2 separate regions of the Mus musculus genome follow, and region 1 is linked to region 2. A link is a contact called in public Hi-C data. All regions are on one chromosome and are shown on one strand. Each heading gives the region's core, a stretch centred on a gene start, on an enhancer-like site or on the middle of the called end of the contact. The rest is flanking DNA. Distances are from core to core; before and after follow the strand shown. Region 1 overlaps Tshz2 (teashirt zinc finger family member 2). Region 2 has its middle 43 kb from the start of Gm52536.

The links. A called contact is a pair of places that touch in the nucleus more often than the background predicts.
Region 1: a contact with region 2 is called in a Hi-C map of the P5424 cell line, with 2.2 times the contacts expected there. The contact joins two enhancer-like sites. A contact is called at or near these places in 1 of 39 promoter capture datasets (liver) and 8 of 484 Hi-C or Micro-C datasets (B cells, the P5424 cell line and embryonic stem cells).

The regions. Positions count from the first base shown.
Region 1 is chr2:169,844,598-169,852,198 of GRCm38.p6, reverse strand. All of the region lies in intron 1 of Tshz2 (teashirt zinc finger family member 2), which reads right to left. Among named protein-coding and RNA genes, the nearest start is that of AY702102, 110 kb to the left of the region's middle. Within about 2 kb of position 5,563, at least 4 of the 459 cell types and tissues checked have an H3K27ac peak or open chromatin away from gene starts, as enhancers often do. A contact at or near this core is called in the P5424 cell line, where this site is marked.
Region 2 is chr2:169,118,493-169,126,229 of GRCm38.p6, reverse strand. No RefSeq gene overlaps it. Among named protein-coding and RNA genes, the nearest start is that of Gm52536, 43 kb to the right of the region's middle. Within about 2 kb of position 4,034, at least 2 of the 459 cell types and tissues checked have an H3K27ac peak or open chromatin away from gene starts, as enhancers often do. A contact at or near this core is called in the P5424 cell line, where this site is marked.

The DNA of each region.
Region 1 (7,601 bases), core at 4,314-6,813, 720 kb before region 2:
ATATGCAAGTATAAGACTCACATACATAAAATCACAACAAAAATGAACAAATAATGGATAAATAAGAACAAAAGTCATAAGCAGATCAATAAGCAGATCAGAGGTGTCCATCTAATAAACTTGGGTCAAGTTCAAGTCCACCCCCCCCGACCCCCCCCCCCCAGCTTGGCTTGGAGGACTTGAACACACACACATGCCTGTGCATGCACACACACACACAACTTAGAGGGGGAGAATACAGACATGTATGGAGGAGACACTAGCTTTTGGCAGGCTGGACTCAGCAATTTAAATAGGTTTGTATTTACTTGGAAATGTTGGGCCAGTGGGGAGATGGAACATTGGCCTTCTGTTGATGCAGAGGAAGCTTCCCTCATGACAGACGGCTTCCCTGGGAAACTGCTGCTCGCTGTGGGGCCTGGGCAGGGCAAGCTGTGGCTCTCCTTCCCAAATCTCGCCTTGAGTTTGACAATGTGTTAGAGTGAAGTTCACACCAGCAATCCCATATCAGAGACAAATGTACACCAGACTGTCTTGGGACAGTGTCCAAACTGGGGCAGGAGAGGACTCGGGTGCCCAGCGGGAGGGAACTAGGAAGGTCTTCCTCTCCTGTTTACTGTAGGTGGCCTTCACTTGTTTGATTGACACTTCTTAACCGGTCTTCTCAGTTTTGACAAGACACAGCTCGTTTTCTTTTTCTCTTCCCTTTCTTTTATATGTTGGCCTTTGGAGACAAGGTCTTGTTCCATAGCTCAGGCAGGCTTAGGATTTATGATTCTCCCGCCTTAGCCTCCAGGGTTACACACTTGTGCCACAGCGCTCAGGTCATTTTCTTGAAGGAGAGATTGATGCATGGTATACATGATTGGCAATCTGTGGGCTCGAGGATGCATCAGAAAAAGTGGATGCAAAAGAGGAGGTGCTGAAGAAGATGTCTGGGGACCTGCCCTGTGGGAAAGATGGAGCCACACCCTGAGTCCAGCAAACCCTGCCTTGTATAAACTGAGCTAATGTGGCTGAGTTTGGGATTTTTACAATAGGAAACGAGAATTTGGGTATTTTGGCATAAGCTCATGACTGTCAGCTGTTAACCATGCTTATTTTATTATGAATACTGTCATATTGTTACTCACCTAGATTTTTAGAAAAGTGTGTATATGTGTGCTTATTCATGCAGCCATGTTTAGCTGTGTATAGGTTCGTGTGTGTGTGTGTGTGTGTGTGTGTGTGTGTGTGTGTGTGTGTGTGTGTATGTGTGCGTGTGTTTGTGTGGGTGATGGCCAGAGGTCTCCTGAGCACAGGGATTATTGAGTCGTCATAGGCTGCAGTGCCCAGCATTTAAGTGGGTGCTGGGGACTAATCTCTGGTCTCCATGTTTACATGGCCGTGAGCCATTTCCCCAGCATACACGCAGGCTATGGGGATTGGAACTCACGTCCTAATACTTGCAAGGCAAGCGCTTTATGAGCTTTAAGAGCTGGCTATGTCTCCAGCTAGGACATAACGCTTTATGGGCGCCAAACCAAGTCTCCGGACCACACTCAACCACCGCTTTACCAACTGCCCTAAAGTTTGATCTTAATACATCTCTGCATTCCCTGTTTCTCAATTTTAGTTATAATTGAGAGGGCTGAATGAGCACACATACATATACCCACCCATACCCACTATACCACCTATACCCAACACACACAGATACACACATACACACACACACACATGCACAGATACACGTACTCAGACACATACACACACACACAGACACAGATACAGACATACACACACAGAAGACACATACATAGACACACACACACACACACACACATGCACAGATACACATACTCAGATACATACACACACACACACAGACACAGATACAGATATACACACACAGAAGACACATACATAGACACACACACACACAGCTACACATAGTTAGACACATACACACACACATAGAAACACACACAGATACACATACTCAGACACACACATACACACACACATACCCACCCATCCACCTATACACACACACACACACACACACACACACACACACACACACACACTGGCTTGAGAGCTACACAAAGCACGAGCCCTATGCACATCTCAGAGGCCCTGAACCTATAGACACAGTATCTAGAAAGCACAGTATATACAGAACAAAAGGCCGCTCTGCATCATGAGAGGACCTGAAGGGAGCCATCCTCACAGGGCCGCGTGCACATGAGCCTTTTCCCTCTTTATTTTCCCATAAAGGGAAGGAACGGTATCTCCCTGATCCTGAGGGAAGATGGTGGTCTGCTGGAGACAACCAGCATTCAAGCCTGCCTCCTTTTCAGTGTGAATTTATACTGTAACTTCCTTCAGCCTCAGACTTTAAAGTTTATTACTGCAATGGCAGCAACTGCTACTACCACTGTTGGCCTGCAGGGGTAAGGAGGAAGACAGTACTAATCCCACAAGATTCTGTGAGCCTTACCTGAGGGACATGAATCAGAGCTTCCTGTACAAGTGAGCAGGGGGCCTGTGGCCCGAGAAGTGTGCTGTGGCATGGCAGAGCTGAAAGCCACCGCTTCCCATCCAAGCAGTGTTGGGGGCCAACCACTGTCCCCACTCCTGATACAACCCTGGCTCTGCACACTTGGTCTTGTTTTCCTGCCATTAAACTTTCAGGCCCCAGGACCTGGGAACTCTAAAGCCAGATGGGGGCGTCCATTTGGGTATTATTATGGGCAATGCTGCTCCCTTCCTATTCTCTAACCCTCAGTGGCCGTATGTAGCCTCAGTAACCTAGTCTTTAAAATGGGAACAATGTCTCCCCTGGCTAGAGTCAGAGAATGGTTTGGGTGAGAGATAGGTTTGGCTCCCAGCGTGCCAGCCAGCAGTGCATCCAGCCAGCAGAGGGTGCTCACGCGAAAGGCTGCAGGTGGCTGACTGCCACTCAGTGTAGGCAGGTGGTCCAGGCAGGTGTCCCTCCCCCATTCTGCCTCTCCTGAAGGAGGAAACAGTCGCACAAGGTGGACACGAGGACACTCATCTACCATTACACCTGCACATTGCCAGCTATGGGATTTTCTGGAATACTTTCTAATACCGCAGCCTGACCATCAGAGGCTAAAAATACCAAACAGGTCTGCTCTGGACCAGCAAGAAATGGCTTCTTTGGAACTGGAGCCTGACTGACTGCTGCTGTGATCTCTGCCACAGCCCTGCAGAGAGTCTCGTGGACAAAGCCAGCTTCCCGAATGGGAACCCAGTTGTGCTTTCTGACCACTCAGTCCCAGGAAGATGCAGACAAATTGGAGCAAGCTCAAAGCAGAGCCACCCAAATGATGGTGTGGAGACAAGATTGATGGGTAGACAATGATTGAAGCAGTCTCGAGCATCTGAGCTGTCTTCTTCAGGTGACAAAGCCGAGAGTGACATATCGTGGGGCTCCTCGCCCCTGTGAGAGACTGAACACCCGACAGAAGAGGAGAGAGAGGAAGAGAAAAGGGAGGAGGAGGGTAAGGGAGATGAAGGAGAAGAGGAGGGGGAAGAGAGATGAGGAGGAAGAAGAGGGGGAGACGGGAGATCGGTGCAGCGTTATTTGAGATGAGTAGGCTGGGTCACACCTATGCTTGCAAGGCATGGATCATTCTGATTTCTCTCTGGCCTGGATTGAATTTTCTAGCCTATCACACACACCCGAAGTCCTTGTTATTCAAAGATATCACATGCTAAAGGCTTCACTGCTGGCCTCTAGTGCTTTTGGGAGCTGGTGGTATCTTAGAAGTAGGGCTTACTAGAAGAAAGTTAAGTCACACGGGTATGCCAATGATGGGAATATTGGTACCGTGTCCTCTTCCTGTCTCTGGCTTTGCTTCCTGGCCATCACGACGTGAGCAGCTTTACCACAACATATGCTCCCGATGTGACTTACCACTTCCCTGTGGGCCCAAAGGCAACAGGGCCAAGGGGCAGCGGGCTCAAACCTCTGAAACCATCAGTCACCAAGGCAAATGTTTCTTCCTTTTATCTGATTATCCCAGGTGCTCTGCCGTAGCAGCAGAATGCCAACTGCCACCGCCACTTGCTGTGTCTGACTTTATATCATCATGCTTCACTGTGTCTTCTTGAAGAAAGCACAGGCTAAGACCCCAGATTAGCCATACACAGGGCTTCCCTAGCCTGTACTAGGTTCTATCCAGTATGATGCTCTACCTTTAAGAAGCAGTCAGAAATATCTGTTGAATTAAATCATCCTGTCATGCAAGGTAAACGAAAGCTATTCTGAAGCCAGGCTGGACATGCTGCCAGAGGTCAACCCGCCTTGTGAAGTCAGGGTAACACGGTGGTATCTTTTGCCTTTTTATTTTTCAGGTGCCCTTTCGGTCTGACATGAGACTTGCCATCACAACCACTGAGGTTGGATTGTCAGTGTTCACTTGCATGAAATTCCAGGAAAAAGTCCAATTATTTTGTTGATTAAATTCTTAATGGTATCCCAAACACAAGCTGTTCCTATAGGAAACGCATCTTCATTGAATTATCCGTGTGTGGGATGTGTGTGTGTGTAGAGTATGTACATGGAACAGGGTGGGGCAGTGAGCGGGGTGCAGGCTTCGCTGGTGCTACAGAGCTCAATTTTCCTTATTGACTGATTAATTAAAGTTTAAACACTTTTCCTGCCGTGGGTTTAACGGCTGTGCAGTCAGCCTGGCTCAGCCTTGCCGGGTGCTGAATGCCCGTGTTGCTTAGCTGTGCTGAAGCGCCCAGGTGCGGCCACAGAAGGCATTCGGGGACCAGCTTCTCTTCAGGACTAATTCAGGCTCCAAATTGTCATGTTTCTTCAGAGAGGGAGCCAAAAGGTACAAATTTGCATGCATTTAAGAGAACGATAACAAAATTTCCCACCAGTGTTCTCCAAAGTCTTAAAGCCCAAGATGGGCAGGCTTGGAGCCATTTGAAAATTCATTTAAAAGTTTTCATTTGTAAGGCATGGTGAAACTTTCTAACAGAATGGAAGTCAAGTTTTAGCTTCCTCGGTATTAATGAGACTGAGCAGGAGGCATCTCTGTCTCTCTTTCCCCAGTGCCTGCTGCTCTTGCTCTCATTCATGGCACCCGGGTTTGGATTTTCTTATGGAGTGGGGCTCGCTCCACAGGACTCGGGGGACTAAGCCTTCTCTGTCCACATGACAAGCAGAACATTGAAGTCCAGGAGCAGCTATTCTAACCTCTCTAGCCATGGTAAATGCCCAGAAATGGGCTCTTGATCTGATGTTGATAAGGCTATAGAGTCTTTGGTGGGAAATATCATTCCTTCCCTTCCTGATGCTCTGAACCTAGGCTGTGGCTCATTACACGTCTCATGGCTGTGACAGAAATATGTCACAGAAACCTAGGACAGAGAGTCGATTTTGGCTTGTGGTTCCAGGGATGGTTTAGACCATCATGGTGGGGAAGACCTGTGGAGGGTTAGCCCTGCCCACAGTGGAAGGGCTTGCTTAGGGCAGGACAACACATGCCTCGTAGGAGTCAGAGATAGGATACTATGCTGTCTGTTTTGACTCTTGTCACTGCAACTAAGCACAAGAAACAACTTAAGAGAGGGTCGTGGTTAGTGTCGCGTGTTAACTTGATACTGCTGGGAAGAAGAAACCTCGACTGAGAAACTGCCTCCACCAGATTGGTCTGTGGCCACATTTGTGAGGTATTCTATTATTTACTAATTGATATGGGAGGGCAAAGCCCACTCTGGGCATTGCTGTCCCTATGCAGGTGGGCTGTATAAAAAGGTAGCAAAGCAAGCCATGGGAATCTAGTCAGTAAGATGAGCTCCTTCGTGGCCTCTGTATAAGTTTCTGCCTCCAGGTTCCTATCTGAGCTCCTGCCCTGACTTCCCCTGGTTATGGACTCTAACTTGTAAGATGAAATAAGCCCCCTCCTCCCCAGGTTGGTTCTGGTGGTGATGTTTGCCATAGTGACAGAGAGAATCAAAGTAGGACTTTGAGGAAGAGTTTGTTTTGATCATGGTTTGTTTAGAGTGGCACAGTCCACCATGGTGGAAGAGTCGTGTAGCAACAGTGTGAGGTTGGCTGGTGACATTGTGTCTGCTGTCTGAGGCAGAGAGGGGTTTCACAGCCTCCCCCAATGACATCACCAATAGGGGGCTGAATGTTGGGGTACCGGAGCCTGTGGACGACACTTCACATTCAAACCACAAAGCCTGCTTCTCTGTGCTCTACTTTTTCCACTTTCTGGAGATTCTTATAGCTCCTCAATTCAGCACCATTAGTTTGGACCACAAGGACAGGAAGGTGTAGAATGTAGTCGGGTCCACTTCCATGAAGCAGAGTCTTTTGCGATTAAAACCAGAATGAAGGAAAGAGCAGGCAAATCCTGAGTCCAATGTCACCTCCTCATCCCTCAAGTCAAAGACTGATAAAGGCTCCTTTCACCAGTGTTGTGGCTTAGAACAAAGATGCCCCAAGCTAGAGAGATAGCTCAGATCATAAATGTAAAACAGCCCAGCCAAATGGCAAACTCCAGGCCACAGAGAGAGCCTGTCTCAAAAATGAAATAAAATAAAATAAAGTAAGATAAAATAAAATAAAATAAAATGATAAAATAATAAAATAAAGGATGCCTGAAAAATAAAAGCCGAGGTTTATCCCTGGGCTCTGTGTGAACACAAACACATGCGTGTGCATCTGTACACACACGTGCACTTACCCACTCGCCCCCAGTTGGTGGTGAAAGTATGGCTTTCAACCTCTATCTAGAGAGCAGTAAAGGCAGAGGGTGGGTCTCCCTGAAGTGACTGACCCCTTTGTCTGAGGATCAGGTCTGCCCACTGGGCTCCTCAGTTCCTGAAATTCATTTACCAAGGAAGCTTGAAAGCCTCTGCCAAAGGAACAGACCGAAATCCGCACACCTCACTTTCAGCTCAGAGGAGATGTCCCAGGCTCTCAGGGTCAACTCCCCCCCCCCTGAAGGTCATTACAAAACCTGCTCCTGAGAACCCACCTACAGCTCCCACCTCCCTTACATGGAAAAGATGTTTTTCAGCTTCAACCACGCGGCCCTCCCTTAGGTCTCGTGAGTGAATCACGTTGCTCTCCACACACACACCCATTAGCAAATTCACGTGCCCTTCCTCCAGATGACCTGTTTCCAGGTTAATTCAGAGAAGTCCACTGTTGGCCCTTCAGAAAGAATATATAAGCATCCTTAGCCCAAGTTAAGCTGGGCTTTCTGACTCTTGACTACAAAGAATGCTGATAATTGTACAAGTCTGCCCTCCCCCGCAACGAAATGCATCCTAATATTTCAGGATTCTCCTTGGGGGTGGGGATAAAATAAGAGGACCCATGACCATGATGCCTCCATCTTGCGCTGTGCACTAGTGAAGGAGATAACTACAAGAAAGAATGTTCTAGACAGACTTGGTTAGCATAATTAGCCACAGCCTTCATTAGCCAGAGCCCATGACAGAATCACCATGACAGAAACCGTATGACAGGAATGGAAATCTCTTCAAATGGGGTTTTTTATTTTCTTTAAACCAGCAAAGCAGTTTAAGAGCCGGCCAGAGTCTCATCAATGCTTATGCTT
Region 2 (7,737 bases), core at 2,785-5,284:
ATCAGATATCCTACATATCAGATGTTTACAATTCATGACAGTAGCAAAATTACAGATATGAAGTAGGAACAAACTGATTTTATGGGTGTTTTTTTGGGGGGGGGGTGAGTCACCATAACATGAGGAGGAACTGTATTCAAGGGTTGCAGCATTAGGAAGGTTGAGAACCACTGATGGACACATTCAGCTGCTAGGGCCCCCTTCAGTGTCTCTGCTTGAAGAGACCATCACAAGAACTTGTCTCTTGAGTGTTCCCTTACACAACATAAAAATTTGTAAGGATTACCAGCGGTCTGTTCAACTAAAAGTAAATTAGCCTAGGGATTTCCACAGCCCCTGGCAATAACCCTAGGACCACCCATCCATGCCCCAGGCGCCAAGGTGTGGCACTCAGAGAAACAACAACCTGGAAAATGACATCTAGAAACTCTGAATTCAAAGGCTTCAAAGACTTCTGAAGGCCGCCCATTTGCGTCCGTGCTCAGGTATCAGGAAAGGGAGGGGATCACGGGAGGCCAGGATGTTGGAGATATTTTGAGAAGCCGTGGGCAGATGAGACATACATTATTCACCAGCACACAGACTTAAGCAGGCAGCCACCCACAGGCACTCGAACACATGCCCAGCACACACAGGCTGCACACGGGCTGCACACAGGCAGGCGTAGATACACATACAGACCAGCATTCAGGCTTACACACAAGCAGGCTGGCAAAGGTGAAGGCCTCTGACCTCGAGGTCATATTCACACAGAACCCACAGGAAGGGGACACTCTCCTGAGCCAGCTATACAACGGGACACACCCTTGTTTACTTCTGGGTTTCCAGGACACCTGATGTGAGGAATTTGATGCTGGTTCGAAGCTCCCCAGATATCCATTGTCAACCATGCTTTAACGGGCTCACACTTGATATCACGTCAGAACTATGTTGTGTAAACATAAACAGGCCCTTACTCTCTCTGTTCCCACACATCCTCACTCTTCTTGTGTTTGAAACCACGCTGGTGTACTTACAATCACTATGTCCTCTCCCTGACTCCCACACGTTCCCCAATTTTCTGAGTGCCTGCCCAGGGCCCTGGCCTCTTTCTTGGTTAATCTAGTTCACAAAAACCTCTCAACGCCTGATTGATTTCTTTTTTCTTGCTGAAATAGAATACTCTAAAAAGAGAGGCACAGGGAAGAAAGGTGCACTTGGGCTTATGGTTACAAACGGGACAGTCTATCACAGCAGAGAAAACACGGCAGCAGGAGAATGAAGCTGGCCTCACAGTCGGGAAGAGAAAGAAAGAAAGGACAGGAAGTGCAGTGAGGTTATGCAACTTCAAAACCCACCCCCAAAGCATACTTCCTCCAGCAAGGTGTCACACTATAAAGGCTCCAAAAGTCTCAAACAGGTCCATGAACTGAGGACCAAGCATTCAAATACATGAGTCTCTGGGAGACATTTCTGATAGATAGATAGATAGATAGATAGATAGATAGATAGATAGATAGATAGATAGATAGATAGGAATAAATATAGATAATTTAAAACAAATTTTAAATTGAAATACACTTTGATCATAATTTCCCTCCATAATTCCTCTCCCCTTCCCTAACCACCCAACTTAAAGTTCTTTCTCTAAAAACAAAAAGCCAATACAACATAAATTCCCCCCAAACCAAGAAAACAACATAAAACCATATGCCAAAAGAAAAAAATGTAATGAAATAAACACACACACACACACATCTGTGGAATCCATTCTATGTTGGTCAGCACTTCTGATTTTAAGGCCTGTTCTGGAGTGGTTGACCTACCCAGTGTCACCCTATTGGAGAAAACTGATTTTCCCCTCTCCAGCAGGTGTACGTGACAGCTCAGTTGTTAACCTTTACCCTAGTGGCTGGGTTTTCATTTAAAATATAACAAAATAAAATGTAGTAAGATAAAACAGGAACTAGCCACTGAAATTGGAGAAGACAAACAAACAGAAGGAAAAGGGCCCAAGAGAAAGCACGAGAACTAGGGACCCACTCAGGAACCCCTAAAAACACTAAACTGGAAGCCATAATTTCTTATTCAAATCACAGCGTTTGCCTGTTAATTAATCAACAGTTGTAAGCCGCACCCTTGATCTGCGTTGCCATTTAAAGCCTCGTGGGTCTGTATGCACATACTTCATGAGGCTATGATGTTTATATAAGAATGGATGATGTTATTCTGTAGTCAGACCAACCCAGTCATGGATATAACCCTGGCCATGTTTCATCTGTGACCGAAGCTCATATGGTATTATCATCCCAGAGAGACTGGTAGTTCCTTCACGGTGATGTGTGCAGGAACGTCTGCAGGCACAGCACAGCACATCAGCAATGGAGCAGGTGTGCACAGCCCTCCCCTTCTTACCCTGCGGGCTTCAGGCAGCCTTCCTCCCAACATCGAGAAGTGATTTCCGTGTCGCTGGCTTTGTGACCAGCTGCGAGACCTTACCGAGTTTTTCTGTGACACATTCATAATCTTTGAAACCCATTTCTGTTTTTAAGGCGCTGTTCTAGGGAGGGGACATCTGGAGACAGCTCATCTTTTTCTCAAAGACGATCCTGTCTGTGTCTGTGGAGGGATGCGAGTTGACAGGGTGCTGTGGCCGTGCTGTGTTTGTGAGAACCTCCTTTATTTACAGGAAACAGGTGCTTGGGGAAAGGCATTTGCAACGGATTGCTCTGCCCAGATGTGCGTTACTGAATCACACGGACAGGGTGGCTCACTAGCCAGGGATGGTAAAAAGCAATAAGTCCTTTCCCTCATTGGGAAGTGGGGGAAAGAAGGCTGGTGCCTACCTTCACAAATTCAAACCAGTGCAAATTCCAGCATAAACGAAGGATAGGCAGACAAGGCTCCACCCTCAGCAGAGAAACTATTGGCACGTGATGACTGTCACTGGCTTGGTCGTCTCCCCGTGCCCCAGTGGATGGTCCTACACCCAAGTGTTTATGGAAACCACTAATAGAATTTGGGGGTTCATTAGTAACCAAAGGGGAGCCTGGAAAGGTGACCCAGTGGTTAACAACGATTGCTGCTCTTGCAGAGAACAGAATTCAGTTCCTAGCACCCAAATCAGGCTGCTCACAACCACTAACTCCAGCTTCAGATGAGCTGATGCCCTCTGCTGGCCGCTGCGGGCACCTGCATTGGCACGCACATGGCCCTGCACAGACACGCCCATGCCCAAAACTAAGAACAAAATACACCTTAAATATATAACCCAAAAAGAAATCAAGGATGCTATGTTAGGAGACAGACAGGATCAGAGGACACGGGGTGGGGGGGGAGGAGGCATGGTGGTAAATGAATATAATCAAAATACTTTGTACACATATATGAAATGTCCAAAGAAATTCTTTTTTATATATTTCCTTTAGTTTATTTATTTATTCACTTTACAGCCTGGCTGCACTCCCCGTCCCTCCTCCCCTCCCAGTCCCACCGTGCTCCCTCCTCCTTCTCTTCCCTTCTCTGAGTACCACCCCACCCTGGCACATTAAATCACAGCAGGACTAAGAGCATCTTTCCCCACTGAGGCCAGACAAGGCAGCCTCACTAAGGGAAAAGGATCCAAAGGCAGGCAACAGAGTCAGAAACAGTCCCCACTCCCATTGTTAGGGGACTCGGGTGAAGACCAAGCTGCACCCCTGCTACATAAGCTAGGCCCAGCCCTGCATGCTCTCTGGTTGGTGGTTCAGTCTCTGGGAGCCCCCCAGGGGCCCAGCTTAGTTTACTCTGTAGATCTTCTTGTGGTGTCCTCGACCCCTCCCGCTCCCTCAGTCCTTCCGCCAAACTCTTCCATCAGAAATTCTTTTACTCGTGGCTCTGTGGCCCAGTATGAAGACTCCCATACTGGAAGTGACCCTTATTTGTTTTTGATTTGATTTTTATCACCCAGAAACTTGAATTTCTGCCACCTGGAGAATGTTTATACTTGGCCTGGTTTCTGAAAAGCGAGGACCCAGGTTTCTTCCTGGGATACCCCGGGATACTCGGCACAGTCTTCTAGGCCCTAGACTAGCACTAACAGCCGGCTCTGGGGCTGGGGAGGCAGCTTTCAGTGGTAAAGATGTTTGCCTTGCAAGCAGGAAGACCTGAGTCCTCACCTCCAGGACCCACACAAAGCTGGACGCAGCAGTGTGTGTGTGTGTGTGTGTCCATGTGCGCATGTGTGCACTCGCCCAGTACTTCTATAGTGGGCAAGGAGAATTCCTGGAATTTCACAGGCCAGCTAGGCTGGCCTACCCAGCAGTGAACAAGAAGCCCATCTCAAACAAGGCAGGGATGAGGACCACTAACCAAGATTATCTTCTCAGACACACACACACACACACACACACACACACATACAACACAAACACACAAAGACAAACACTAGTCAGCTTTTAAAGGGGAGATTTTTTTTCTTTCAACAATTAATTCCTAAATTTATAATATATGATGCTGTCTCCTGATTGTGTAGGGGAACAGAGGGATGTGTGTGTGTGTGTGTGTGTGTGTGTGTGTGTGTGTGCGCGCGCGCGCACGCGTGCGTGCGTGTGTGTGTGTGTCCTCCTGTCTCCTGATTTCCAGCACTCCAGTTACATGCATGCACCGTTACAGGAGGATTATTTTTTAATGTAAACACTGGGGATGAAACTCAGGTCGCCGTGTTTATAAGGCAGAATCAGAATGACCCCTAGGACCCAGTAGCCTGACACAGGAAACCATGTGGCAAGCTTCAGGTTGCTGACAGACACTGTCTCAAAAATAAAAGTGGACAGCACCTGAGGAAAGATATCCAAGTCGACCTCTGACCCCCACAGACACGCTCACATACACATGTTCAGGTCCACCTGCACACATTGATATACACACACACTCTCTCTCTCTCTCACACATATCACACACGCATACTTACACACATTCATATATGCACATATATATACATCGCATCTATGCACAAACATACACACATTTCATATACGTCGCATAAATGCAGAGAGGAAATTGAAGCTTTGTTCTGCGGCAGAGAATCCTGACCAACTAAAACACTTCCCAGAATTCTTACAACCTCACTTTCCTCTGGCTTCCTCCCTGGCCTGTTAAGTCCATCAAGGAGAAGACTAGGTCGGAGCTGTTCACAGCGCCTGCTGGATCCTCCACAGGCATAAGACAGTCGGTGAGCAATTTACATGTGAGGTTTCACATTTAAAACAAAACGGATCACTTTCTAAAAATTACTAGCACCATAGCTCCAGCGAATGAACTTTAAAATACAAACATCAACCAGAAGAAAGCTGCAGTCTTTATCATGTTAATCTAAAAAGCAGTGACAGGCAGTCCAGGAGAAATTTATCAGTGGATCATAACACATTCTTAATAAACTTAAGATGAAAGTTAACTTCCAAAATAAAGCGAAAGATATCTCTTTCAAATCACCACATAAAATCAGACTTATAAAATCTTAACAACAGTTCCATAAAAATCCAAAAATAAAGACAAAATTAAAAGCATTGTTGGCCAACACTATTGAATGTCTTTCCTGAAGAATGTGATTGATAAAGTTGTATTAAGAAATAATTTGACACACAATTATTGAAATGTTCAAGACATAAGTATTGGAGGATTCTATGATAATTTTCTAGGAAAGTCAAGGGATTTGTTTTAAAAAGACAGAAATAAAGGTTTAATAAATTGACCAGACACAAAATAAATTCTAAGAATATGCCAGTGATGTGGTGAGATTGAATATTAATTAAAATGTATAGTTCAACACACAATTATCTCAAGCTTGAAGTCAAACTTAGGGAAATGGTTTACATTAAGAAATTCTGACCTGTGGTTGACAGCACTGGCTGCTCTTCCAGGGGACTACAGTTCAGTTCTCAGCATCTACTTAAGGAGGCTCAGAAAGTCCTGAAACTCCAGGTCCAGGGGCTCCAGTTCCCTCTGGCTTTCACAATCACTTGATTTATGTTATACCCTATACACACACACACACACACACACACACACGCACGCACGCACGCACGCACGCACGCACGCACGCACGCACGCACGCACGCACGCACGCACGCACGCATGCATGCACTCACACACAAAAACAATGGAAATTCTGAGCCAGGCATGGTAGCTCACGCCTGCAAACCCAATACTGGACCTGCAAAGACAGGAGAGTCACTGAGAGTTCGGGGCTAGCCAGAACTAATAATGAGTTCCAGACCAGGCTGAGATGACTATAGATATGGCAAGTTTTATTTTATATTACGTACATATTCACACAATTTTTAAAAGTTACTAGGAGTTAAAGGAACCCGTCAGTCAGTGCTGGGGCCATTCTCCTAAGAGCCTTCCATGACAGCTCGGCCCACGGCGAGAAGAACTTCATCCCTCACAGCACGTGGAAAAGAGCTCACAGCAGAACCAGGAGTATAGGCTTAAAGCCACTAGGTCCCTCTGCCCACACCAAGTGGTTCTCTCCCCCCGGGGCTTACCATGCCTGCTCCATTTCAAATCTTCTATGGGAGGAATGCCTGTTGTTTTTTAATAAACCTTTCAAAACTGGACTTTGAGCTGGACACGATGGCACCCAAGAGGCTGAGGCAGGAGGATCACTATGAGTTTGAGGCCAGTCAGAACTACATATAAAGTTCTAGACTGTCTATGCATGAGATTTAGTGTGAGACCGGCTCAAAACAACAGCCAAAACCAAAACCAGGAAGAAACAGAAAAAGTAGATTCTATAAATGTGTTATGTGAGTGCCTTCCTGTCTCTATGTGCACCAGTGTGCCCTGGTGTCCTCAGAGGCCAAGAGGACATGGGATATCTGGAACTGGAGTTACCCATGACTGTGACCTACCTGATGTGTGTGCTGGTCGGTGAACCCTGTCCTCTACAAAAGCAGCAAGCGTTTGTAAGGGCTGAGCCGTCTCTCCGGTCCCTCGTCCAGCCTTTCCTTAACCCTAAGTCCACTCTAGAAATCAAGTTTAAATCCATCCACACCAAGAGTTAGAAAGTTAATCTCACTTCCACCTATACATGAAAGCTCAAAGAGAAATTCATTGGAACATTTAAAATGAGAGGAGGACGTGTTATTTTTATGCTTTTCAACAGCAGTTAAGCTTACTGCGTTTTTGCTTTATCCTCCCTCTCCTGTCTCCCAGAAGGTCTTCCTAGGGTCTATCTCAGTCTCCCACACAGACTACAGGCCCTCCAGGGCCTCCTCCTAGGAACACGCTGTGTCTTCTGTCATATGCTGTCATACGCTCTTGATATGTCCCCTGCTCCATCTCCCGCTATAATCAGTTCTTCACCCAAACAAGGGCAATACCTGTTGGAAGGTATAAGACAAAAGCATCAGCAGATTACATGAGAATTTTCTAGAAACTTCAAGGGGGCTGACTGAAAGGAGAAGTTTAGTATATTAACCAGATGGGTTCTAAATTTTGAGACCCTGTCTCACAAACATCAAGAGGAGAACTAGAGAAAAGCAAAACATAGAAGACGTGCCTTCGGAGACTAAGTGAAGACGATAAACGGGCAATTCACAAAAGAAAAGAACACTCATTAAAAATGGGAAAAAAAAGTGGTCAACTCTATCTGACCCCAACTATTGTGAAATGAGATGTGAAGAAGATTGAGAAAAGTGAACAAAAAAATTATTCCTTGTCAATTCAAGCATAAATTAAACTCACAAGACCGCTGCTCTGAAGACATGCTAAAAC